Regions from separate parts of the Mus musculus genome. Here region 2 is linked to region 1. Evidence: chromatin contacts called from public Hi-C data. All regions are on one chromosome and are shown on one strand. Each heading gives the region's core, a stretch centred on a gene start, on an enhancer-like site or on the middle of the called end of the contact. The rest is flanking DNA. Distances are from core to core; before and after follow the strand shown.

The links. A called contact is a pair of places that touch in the nucleus more often than the background predicts.
Region 2: a Hi-C map of bone marrow-derived macrophages shows a contact between it and region 1, with 38 read pairs. The contact joins two enhancer-like sites. A contact is called at or near these places in 7 of 39 promoter capture datasets (HPC-7-derived erythroid cells, epiblast stem cells, hematopoietic stem and progenitor cells and 4 more), 4 of 15 datasets of contacts at CTCF or cohesin (CD8 T cells, the NIH/3T3 cell line, large pre-B cells and 1 more), 8 of 484 Hi-C or Micro-C datasets (the Ba/F3 cell line, the CH12 cell line, the G1E-ER4 cell line and 5 more), 5 of 115 datasets of contacts at active chromatin or transcription factors (CD8 T cells, bone marrow-derived macrophages, embryonic stem cells and 1 more) and 4 of 9 other capture datasets (adipose tissue, embryonic stem cells, liver and 1 more).

What each region holds. Positions count from the first base shown.
Region 1 is chr14:57,676,820-57,682,562 of GRCm38.p6, forward strand. No RefSeq gene overlaps it. Among named protein-coding and RNA genes, the nearest start is that of Xpo4, 14 kb to the left of the region's middle. Within about 2 kb of position 3,317, at least 12 of the 459 cell types and tissues checked have an H3K27ac peak or open chromatin away from gene starts, as enhancers often do. A contact at or near this core is called in bone marrow-derived macrophages, where this site is marked.
Region 2 is chr14:57,769,535-57,775,277 of GRCm38.p6, forward strand. No RefSeq gene overlaps it. Among named protein-coding and RNA genes, the nearest start is that of Sap18, 26 kb to the right of the region's middle. Within about 2 kb of position 2,832, at least 78 of the 459 cell types and tissues checked have an H3K27ac peak or open chromatin away from gene starts, as enhancers often do. A contact at or near this core is called in bone marrow-derived macrophages, where this site is marked.

The DNA.
Region 1 (5,743 bases), core at 2,067-4,566:
GGATAATCTTTTTGATCTGTTCTTGAATTCAGTTTGCAAGTATTTTATTGAGCATTTTACATCTATGTTCATAAGAGATATTGGTCTATAGTTTTCTTTCATTTTTGAGTTTTTGTGGGGTTTGGGTATCAGGGTATTGCTGACTTGGTAAACAAGAGTTGGTAATCTTCCTTCTGTTTCTATTTTGTGGGATAGTGTGAGGAATATTGGAACTAATTCTTTGAAGATCTGATAGTATTCTGTGCTGAATCCATCTGACGCTGGACTTTTTTGGTTGGGACATTTTCAATTATTGCTTCTATTTCACTAGAGGTTATGGTTCTGTTTAAATTGATTTAACTTTGGTTAGTTTGTATCAAAATATATCCATTTCAGGGCTGGTGAGATGGTTCAGTGGGTAAGAGCACCCGATTGCTCTTCCGAAGGTCCAGAGTTCAAATCCCAGCAACCACATGGTGGCTCACAACCATCCGTAACAAGATCTGACTCCCTCTTCTGGTGTGTCTGAAGACAGCTACAGTGTACTTACATATAATAATAAATAAATCCTTAAAATATATATATATATCCATTTCTTTTTAATTTTTCTAGTTTGGTGATTGTCTTAGTCAGGTTTTCTATTCCTGAACAAAACATCATGACCAAGAAGCAGTTGGGGAGGAAAGGGTTTATTCAACTTATACCTCTATACTGCTGTTCATCACCAAAGGAAGTCAGACTGGAACTCAAGCAGGTCAGACAGCAGGAGCTGATGCAGAGCCCTTGGAGGGATGTTCTTTACTGGCTTGCCTCCCCTGGCTTGCTCAGCCTGCTCTCTTATAGAACCCAACACTACCAGCCCAGAGATGGTCCCACCCACAAGGGGCCTTTTCCCCTTGACCACTAATTGAGAAAATGCCTTATAGTTGGATCTCATGGAGGCATTTCCTCAACTGAAGCTCCTTTCTCTGTGATAACTCCAGCTGTGTCAAGTTGACACAAAACTAGCCAGTACAGTGATATACACGTTTTTAAAGTATGTCCTTATAATTTTCTGAATTTCCTTGGTATCTGAAATAAGGTTCCCCTTTTCACCTCAATTAATTTGAGTCTTGTGCCCTACAACTCACTCTGTAAGATCAAGCTGGCCCTTGACCTCAGAGATCCAGCTGCCTCTGTCTCCTGGGTGCTGAGATAGGAGGCATGCGCCATCACCTCCCAGCTCCTTCTGTCTTTTGAGTAAAGGTTTGTCAGTCCTACTGATCTTCTCAAGAAACCAAATCTTTGTTTCACTGACTCTTTGTGTTGTTTTGTATTTTTTGCTTCTTTCTATTTCATTGGTTTTGGCCCCAGTTTATTTATTGTCATCTACTCTTTTTGAGCATATCTCTTGTTCAAGAGCTCTCTGCTATGTCACTAAGTTACCAGTATGCTCTCTGTCTCATTTTTTTGGTGTAGTCCTATATGAGTTTACCTCTTAGGACCACCTTCACTATGTCCCGGGAGGTTTGAAATGCTGTGTTCTCATTTAATTCGTTTGTTTGTTTGTTTGTTTGTTTGTTTGTTGAGACAGGGTTTCTCCATGTTGCTCCTGGCTGTCCTGGAACTGCATATGTAGACTAGGCTGGCTTATAGTTTAGAGAGAGTTACCTGCCTCTGCCTACTGAATGCTGGGATTAAAGGTACACACTACTATACCTGGCCTCTCCATCTTATAGTCCATTGGTGAGATTTACTCGTGAGCATTTTGTTTGACTTCCTAAATCTTTCATTTCTAGTTTTATTTTGGTTTCAGTTTTCTTTTCTTTTTTTTAAAGATTATTTATTTATGTATATGAGTATACTGTAACTGTACATGGTTGTGAGCCTTCATGTGGTTGTTGGGAAGTGAATTTAGGAGCTCTGCTCACTCTGGTCAACCCCATTTGCTCTGTCCCAAAGATTTATTATTATAAATAAGTACACTGTAGCTGTCTTCAGATGCATCAGAAGAGGGCATCGGATCTCATTACGGGTGGTTGTAAGCCACCATGTGGTTGCTGGGATTTGAACTCAGGACCTTCTGAAAAGCAGTCAGTGCTCTTACTGGCTTGCTGAGCCATCTCACCAGCCCTGGTTTCAGTTTTCTTTAGTGATTCTATTTTTTTTTTTCGTTAAATTCAACTTTTATGTCTTGAATTGTTTTATTTCATTCAACTGTCTTTTCAGAGACTTCACTAGGGATCTATTCCTCTTAAGGTCCTTGAACATATTCATGATTGCTATTTTGAAGTCCTTGTCTTGTGCTTTTCTTTTTTTTTTTTTTTTTAATAAGAAAAGCCATTTCTTTTTTTAGATTTATTTATTATATGTAAGTTCACTGTAGCGGTCCTCAGACACTCCAGAAGAGGGAGTCAGATCTTGTTACAGATGGTTGTGAGCCACCGTGGTTGCTGGGATTTGAACTCAGGACCTTCAGAAGAGCAGTCGGTGCTCTTAACCACTGAGCCATCTCGCCAGCCCCCGTCTTGTGCTTTTCTTAAGGCCTGTTGGAATAGGGTTACTGGCTTTTGGTGAAGGCATATTGTGTTGGCTTTTCATGTTCCTGGTTTCACGCTGGGATCTAGGCATCTGGAGTTAGGATATTTCAGGTATTTCCTGATGTCGATCTCTGGTCTAGTCTTTGTTGGGTGGGTGCTCCAATCTCTGGTTACTGTTGCCTCTCCTCCAAGTCCTTCCCCCTTCCCCATCCCATTGATATCAACTAGCCTGGCATAGCAAGTTGCAATAAGATGAGGTGCATCTTCTCCTATTGAGGCTAGAGAGGCAGCCCAGTAGGAGGAAAGGGTCCCAAAGTTAGGCAGTAGAGTCAGAGAAAGCACCTGCCCCTGCTGTTAGCAGTGTCCTATGAAGACCAAGATGCACAACTGTTACACATGTGCAGAGGCCTAGGTCAGTCCCATGCAGGCTCCCTGGTTGTCATGCCAGTCTCTGAGAGCCCCTTTGGGCCCTGGTTAGTTGATTCCGTAGGTTTTTCCTGATGTCCTTGACCTCTCTGGCTCCTATAATCCTTCTTCTCCATCTTCTGCAGGATTCCCCAAGGCTGAACTTGAACTTGCAGCCATCTCTTGCCTCAGCTTTCTGAGTACTGACATGGCAGGTGTGAGCCACATGCTCCACCAAAGCCCATTGTTTTGTATAGTCACTATATGCTAATGAAAATATCTAAAAAATAAAAACCAAGCTGTGTACTGACTGAACAGTTTTGATACTTTGTAAATTACTTCAGTCCAGCAGCCCTAAGCATTTGCCTCATTACATAGACTTGGCCACCAGGTGGCGCCCACTCCCAGCAATTTCTAGAAAGAACTAACTCTGGATGCTTCATTTCCTATTGGGCAAGTCACTAGAACTCAAATACCCTCCCACTTCCCACCCTGGCTTTAACAATGAATTGACTGGATAAGGGAGGATGAAATCCAGGAAAAGGAAAGGGTTTTTTTTGTTTGTTTGTTTTTTAAGAGTACAGATCTGACGCCCTCTCCTGGTGCATCTGAAAACAGCTACAGTGTACTTATGTATAATAATAAATCTTAAAAAAAAAAAAAAAAGAGTACAGTAAGGGGCTAGAGAGATGGCTCAGCGGTTAGGAGCGCTGACTGATCTTCCAGAGGTCCTTAGTTCAATTCCTAGCAACCACATGGTGGCTTTCAACCATCTGGGATCTGATGTCCTCGTCTGGTGTTTCTGAAGACAGCCACAGTGTACTCATGTAAATAATAAATAAATAAATCTTAAAAAAAAAAAAAGAAAGGAGAGTACAGTAAGGGCTGTGAAGATGGCTTAGTAAAGCACTTGATGCATAGGAATAAGGACCTAAGTTAGGGTCCTTGCATCCATGTAGAAAGGCAGGCACCTTGGTATGAGCCTACAGCCCCAGGATTTGATGGAGGAGGGTAGACACACAAAAGGATCCTTCCAGATAGAAGTCAGAGGCTCAGAGAAGGACCCTGTCTCAAAATCTAAACAGAGTGTGATTAAAAACACAGACTTCAAGTGGAGCCTCTGGGTTACCTAATGCTTTAAGTAGAAGTAGATAGAGAAGAGACAGGCAGATCTCCAAGAAATCAAGCCTAGTTTGGTTTATACAACAGGTTCCAGGACAGCCTCAGCCAGAACTAGTAATGAGACCCAATCTCAAAAAAAAAAAAAAAAGGTAGGCAGATAGGAGTGGTGATCCTCTATATGGTAAATTTCAGGTCAGCCAGGACTACAGAGTGAAACCTTGTCTCAAAAATGAAACAACACACACACACACAAAACAAACCCCAATCAAACAACAAAAAACAAAACACAAAAACAAATACCAAATCGACAATAATAAACAACTCCCCCCCCCCCGAAAAAAAAATCCTGAAACAATGACAAAAAGAACAGGTGGCAAAAGGACACTTATATACAATTGAGGGTCCAGAAATAAACATCTGAATTGATAGCCTATTTATTTATTTATTTATTTATTTATTTAAGTACTTCAGATGGAGCCAGGATCCAAGGTTCCAGGTGGAACGTTGAGTAAGCAATATTCTGAACTGGTAAATTGATTTTCTGTTATTTTTAATCTTTCCTGTTTAAAAAGAAGCGTTAATAGAGGTAAACATGATAAAAATACATTATATGCACCATGAAAGTGTTATAATTAAACCCATTATTACATATAATTAATATTGCTAATGAAAACTTTAAAAATAATAGTCCGTGGAAGCCAGGACAGTGACACCCTGCTGCCGGTGCCACTGGGATGGATGAAAGTGTGATGGAGAGATGGGAGAGCAAGCGAAGCCGAGGGGTTCATGCGCTGTATAAATAAATAAATAAATAAATAAATAAATAGGCTATCAATTCAGATGCTTATTTCTGGACCCTCAATTCGAGACTTGACAGTGTTAAGGTATAGCAGAAGCCAGAGGCCTCAAAAGAGACCAGTGACTCTGCAGTGACTCTGCAGTGAACACATACAAGAAGTGTGGACAGACGTATGTACCATGTGACACTGTGGCACACTGCAGCGTCCACGACAAGGTTTGTTTATTCTATTTTATTTTATTTCCCTATTTATTATAAGGGCAGGGGACAGATACACAGGGACCGGGAGATGAGTGGGGTTGGGGTGCATGATGGGAAAATCACAAAAATTCAATAAAAAGTTGTTGAGTCTAAGGTTGTGTATATCTTTTATCAGGAAATAACTGGTCAAAAGCGGGGTAGAAACCCTGGATTGGGATTAAAAATGTCCACAGCGCCGGGCGTGGTGGTGCACGCCTTTAATCCCAGCACTCGGGAGGCAGAGGCAGGTGAATTTCTGAGTTCGAGGCCAGCCTGGTCTACGGAGTGAGTTCCAGGACAGCCAGGGCTACACAGAGAAACCTTGTTTCCAAACAAACAAACAAACAAACAAACAAAATATCTACAGCAAAAGTTAAAAGAAAATAGTCTTTTGGACAAATAGCTCTGGTCAGCTCAAGCTTATGAAATTAGAGCCTCCTCACCCCGTAAATATTCAAAATGGATCACAGATCTGCCCAACAGTTGGGGTTAAATTAGAAAATACTTGGAGAAAAATATAGGAGTGCTGTTTTCCTGATGTTGGATTAAGTACAAGCTTCTTAGGCACAGCACCAAGAACAAGCAACTGAAGAAATCAGTTATTAGACACATCCTGGCATGCACAGCTTTAATCCCAGCTTAGGAGGATCAGACTGAAGGCTGCCTGGGCTGCGAGGGG
Region 2 (5,743 bases), core at 1,582-4,081, 92 kb after region 1:
ATGCAACAGCAAGTGTTCTGAAACCTCTAGGCCTCCTCTCCAACCTCTTTCTTTATCTGAAGACTTTCAAGAACATGTGTTGCCTTTCTGATCAGGGAAAAAACAAACAAACAAACAAACAAAATTATAGACTTATTTTTAAAAGATTGGTAAAGGCTGGCAAGGTGGTTCAGTTGGTGAAGGTGCTTGGTACCAAGCCTGATAACCCAAGTTTCACACCCAGGCCCACAAGGAGGATGGAGAGAACCAACCGTCTTCTGCTCCAAAGCTCACACAGTAGCATGAGCGCTCTCTCCACACCCGAATGAATGAATGAATGAATGAATGAATGAATAAACTTAAGTGGGGTGTGGTGGCTCGTTCCCTTAATCCAAGCACTCAGGAAGCAGAGGCAGGGGAATCTCTGAGTTTGAGACAGACCTGGACTACAGAGCGAGTTACAGATCAGCCAGGGCTACACAGAGATATCCTGTCTTGAAAAACCAATAAAACCACCACCACCACTATCATCATCACTGTTTTTATTTATTATTTTTTAATTAATTAATTTATTTATTATATGTAAGTACACTGTAGCTGTCTTCAGACGCACCAGAAGAGGGCATTAGATCTCATTCCGGGTGGTTGTGAGCCACCACGTGGTTGCTGGGATTTGAACTTCGGACTTTCGGAAGAGCAGTCGGGTGCTCTTACCCACTGAGCCATCTCACCAGCCCCACCACTGTTTTTAAAAGACTGGAAAAGGGCATATGAAAGGAAGTGAGATGGAGGTCAGATCTGGGAATTTGAGCTGGGTGTCCTAGTGCCACGTATTATCATTTGGATGCCGAATGTTCCCCTGAGGTCCACATGCTAAGTCCCATTGGTGGCACTACTCAGAAATGGTGGACTCTGTGGGAGGTAGAGACTAATAGGAGGTCCTTTGGGTCACTGGAGACCAAGACCCTGGCCTCCTTCTCTTTCTCTCTGCTTCCTGGTCCACAAGACATGAAGTTTGTCTCTGCCACAGGCCCCTGGTCTCTGCCATCCAGCGCTGCCCCCTGAAGTTCAGTGCCTGCGATTTCTGGTTTTGGGTGAAATACAACTGTGAGCTACAGAAACCCTTTGTCTAAGCTAACGAAACCAGTTTTGTTGTTTTGATGGAAAGCTGGCTGAGACACCTAAGAGCTCAGTTCTCTTCATCTTCTTTCTTAATAGGTTCATGGGGTCAGGTGGCAGGACAGGCTTCGGGAGCGGAAACTTTTATTTTTAATTGTGATCAGTCGACACGTTCAGAGATGACTGCTCTTGGCTTCCTTGTGGTGTTTTGTTGTTGGTAGTTTGGTTTGGTTTTAAGATTTTTTAAAAATTAGATTTATTCTGTTTGTGTGAATGTTTTGTCTACATGTATGTATGTATGTACATGTATGTGTGTGCGCATGTATGTGCATGTATGCATATACACGTATGTATGTACATGTGTGTATGTATATATATGCATGTACATGTATGTACATGTATGTATGTATGTATGTGTGTACATGTGTGTACATGTATGTGTATGTATGTATGTATGCTGCATGTGCTTGTTGCCCTTAAGTCAGAAGAGTGCATCAGAGCCTCTGGAACTGGAGTTGGGCTCAGGATGGATGAGGTCCCGGTGTAAATTCCTTAAAGGGTTTTTCTCATCATGGATTCAGAGACGCCCTGTGGAATGGCCAATCTGATAAATACCAGCTGCCATACGGTGTTTATTGCTATGACCGAAAGCAACCTGTGAAGGAAATGAGTTACTTCAGCTTATGCTTCCAGGTAACAGTTCATCGCTGAGGGAAGTCAGGGCAGGGCCTGGAGGCAGAAACTGATGCAGAAGTCATGGTAGAAGCTGCTTTCTGGTTTACTTCTCAGGGCTCGGCCTGCTTTCTTATACATACCTGGGACCAGCCCAGGGATGGCACCACGCACAATGGACTGAGTCATTCCATATCTTTCACCAACTAAGAAAATGTAACACAGGCTTGCCCGCAGGCCAGTCTGGTGGGGACATTTTCTCAGTTGAGGGTTCCTCTTTGCAAATGATTCTAGCTTGTGTCAACTTGACATAAAACTAGCCAGCACAGCATCTGATACAAATTAAAATTAAGCACAAAGCCTTTTTAAAAGATTTATATTTATGTGCATGAATGTTTGCCTGCATGTATATGTGTGTATCAGGAAAGCCCTGGTACCTTCAGAAGCCAGAAAGGGCTTTGGATTCCCTGGCACCGGAGTTACAGATAGTTGTAAGATGTCATGTGGGTGATGGCTACTGAATCCGGATCCCCTACAAGAGCAGCAACTACTCAAAGTATGTCTCTAGCCCGAGTGTGGAGCTTTGGATCTGCCTAACATCTCACAGCAAGGCAGTGGCCAAACAAGGTTCCAAGTTCGTATCTAACCTGCTGTCCCAAATCATTACATTGAAATTAATCAGACAAAGGATGTCAGCAAGACAGTGGAAAAGAAAGACCAGAATTCTTCCTCTCTTGGATATACACTTCCAACAATGCTAAATACACAGTTTTCTTTTCATGAGAAGTTCGAAACTAGGTGAGAGACTCCTGCACCCTGAACAAGTGCAGAACCACTTATAGAGAAGTAGTAGGAAAAGTCACGATATTCTGTGACCATAGTCACTACCCTCAGCGCAGCTCTGGCTCCATACAACAAGGAGACTGTAGCCCAGAGATTCTTCCTGGGAGAGGAGCGGGTTGGATTGCTTAGCACCTCTCCATTGTCTCAGCTTCTCCTGAGGATGGACTGTAACCTGTGAGCCAAATGAACCCTTTCCTCCCCAGACTGCTTGTGGTCATGGTGTTATCACAGTCACGGGAAGGACACTAAGGTACTTCCCCTTCATCACCAGGACAAGATGAGCATAATCACCCTGGCCACTCTATTCAACATCACAGGTTAGGTCACAGAACAAGTTTCAACCAACCTTAGAAGACAGAGATCCTACCAAGTACATATTTTAAACAAAACAGGATACAACTAGAAATCAACGGAAAGAAACTAGCAAGCTCCTGGAGGTGTGGAAATGATTGGGTGAAAGAGGAAGTCAAAAGGGAAACTACAAAACTAACCTCAAGATGAATAGAAATACAGATCAGACTAATGTAGTATAGCACAAACAATGCTAAGGAACGACTACAATGGTGTGGGCTGGTACCACAGACTTACCACAGACTGTACACTCAACATGCTAGAATGATCAGCCAAGGAAGAGGGGTCTTGGAAGGAAATAATGACTCCAGAAGAAATATGGGTATGGGGCTGAAGAGATGACTCAGTGGTTATGAGCACTGACTACTCTTCCCTCCCCCCACCCCCGAGACAGGGTTTCTCTGTGTAGCCCTGGCTGTCCTGGAACTCACTCAGTAGACCAGGCTGGCCTCGAACTCAGAAATCCGCCTGTGTCTACCTCCCAAATGCTGGGATTAAAGGCGTGCACCACCACTGCCCAGCTGAGCACTGACTACTCTTAAGGAGGTCCTGAGTTCAATTCTCAACAACCACATGGTGGCTCACAACCATCTGTAATGAGATCAGATGCCCTCTTCTGGTGTGTCTGAAGACAGTGACAGTGTACTCATACATAAAATAAAGAAAAAGAAAAAAAAAGACAAAAGAAAAAGAATAGAAGTAATACAAAATTGACAATCACCAGGAACAAGTCAACAGAGCTAAGAGGTTCTGGAAAGGGAAAGCTGGCTAGACTTTTGCTAGACTAAGTAAGATAAAAAGAGCACACACTCTAATAACCAAAGCCTCATATGAAAGTGGAGGTGGTGTAGCCAATACCACAGAAAAAAAAATTGTAAAAACATTCTATAAGTAGTTTACACCAGTGCTAGATAACTTCAGGAGAAAAGGGGGAATTTCAACAGATGCAGTTTTCTAAGACAGAACCAGAAAGAAATAAAATATCTGAACAGGTCTATAATTAATAAAGAGGTTGAATTGGTAATAAAACACCCACAACAGCAACAAAAACCCAGAAGCAGATGTCTTGTCTGGTGAATTCTGACAGGTTTATTATTTTTTAGTTTATTTATTTTTTATTTTTATGTGCATATATGAGCTTGCATGACATGCATACTTGAGCCCAGGGAGGCCAGTGAAGGGCATCTGATCCTCTGAAACTGGAGTTGTGAGTGGGTTAAGCCACTGTGCTGGTCCTGGAAACTGAACTTGGGTCCTTTGGCAGAGCAGCCTATGTGGCTAACCACAAAGCCATCTCTCCAGCCCCTCTACTACATTTAAATTTCTCCTTTCAAGTTGTAGAGGAAGGAACGCTCTAAGGTTCATTCTATGATGTCAGCATGACCCCAACACCAAAGCCAAAGATGCTACCAAACAAAAACAAACCACCTTTGGCCAATGTCACTGGTAAGTGCCATTCACAACTCAACAAACGCAGGCAAGCTGACCTTGGCAACATTGGAAGGACCGTTGAAAAGTGCACAGTGAACATCCTAGAGAAAAATACCTGAATGTCTTCATTTTATGATCAATAACCAGAGAGGTATGCACGCTCGCTCTGGCCACCTCTGTTCAACATGGAAGTTCTAGTCAGAGAAAATAACCATCTTCATTGGAAAAAAAGAATGTGTTTGTAGGAATGTCGCTGGGTATGTCAATCACATCCCAGGCTGTGGAACACAAGTAAGACCTGCACAGGTTCAAACCAGATAAACATCCGGACATTGAGAAGGGAGGTGCACTCTAACCTAACCACACCTAACCCAGAAGCTGTTTGCAAATTGGTTCCTCCTAGGAGTTAAAAAAATCAGATTTCTCCAATGGAATGTCACTGGGTAAATCAACTGCATTCCAGATTGTTGTAGACACCATGATTTAATTGTAGAAAACTCTAAAGACCATACACACACATCCTGTTAGAACTAAAATATAGATTATTTTTAAAGCTGCAAAAGATAAGATGAAGTTACAAAAGATAAGATCCAAATACAATTCAGTTGTATTTCTGTACACTAATGATGAAAATGAAGTTAGGAAAACACCAAGAAGGGGCTAGAGAAATGGGCCAGCAGCTAAGAGCGTGTGAAGCTCTTCCAGGGAGTTCAGTTCTCAGCACCCACATCAGGCAACTCGAAACCATTTCTAAGTCCAGATCCAGGGAATCTGAAGATTTGGGGCCCTGCAGGCACCTGCATGCATGTGTATATACACACGATTAAAGTAAATCTTTAATAAAAAATAAAATTTAAAAATTAAAAATTAAAAAGACTAAAGTACTTAGGAATATGTTTAAGGAGGAGAAAGACTTGGATGCTTGAAACATAGGAAAGAGATCTATATTCACAGACTTGGATTTAATATTGATAAAATGCCCATACGCCCAACGCAATCTATGGAATCAATGCAGTCACTGTCAACAGCCCAATACCAACTTCCAGCTATAAAAAGAACAACTTTCAGAGTCATTTAGAGTCACATAGGGTCCCAAAGAGACGCATCAGTCTTGGACAGTTAAACCAGACTATCAATCACATTCTAGGACATACCCATACCCATACCCAGGAGGACTAGGTCAACCCAAAGCAGACTCTATGTTGTTTTATTTTGTTTTGGCATTTTTCTTATTGGGTTTTTAAAGTTTGTTGTTGTTGTTGTTAATGTCTTGCTTTTGTTTTTAAAAATGAGAGACAGAGCAGATTCAAAAATAACAAAACCTGAATCTATAAAACTTGTAGAAGGA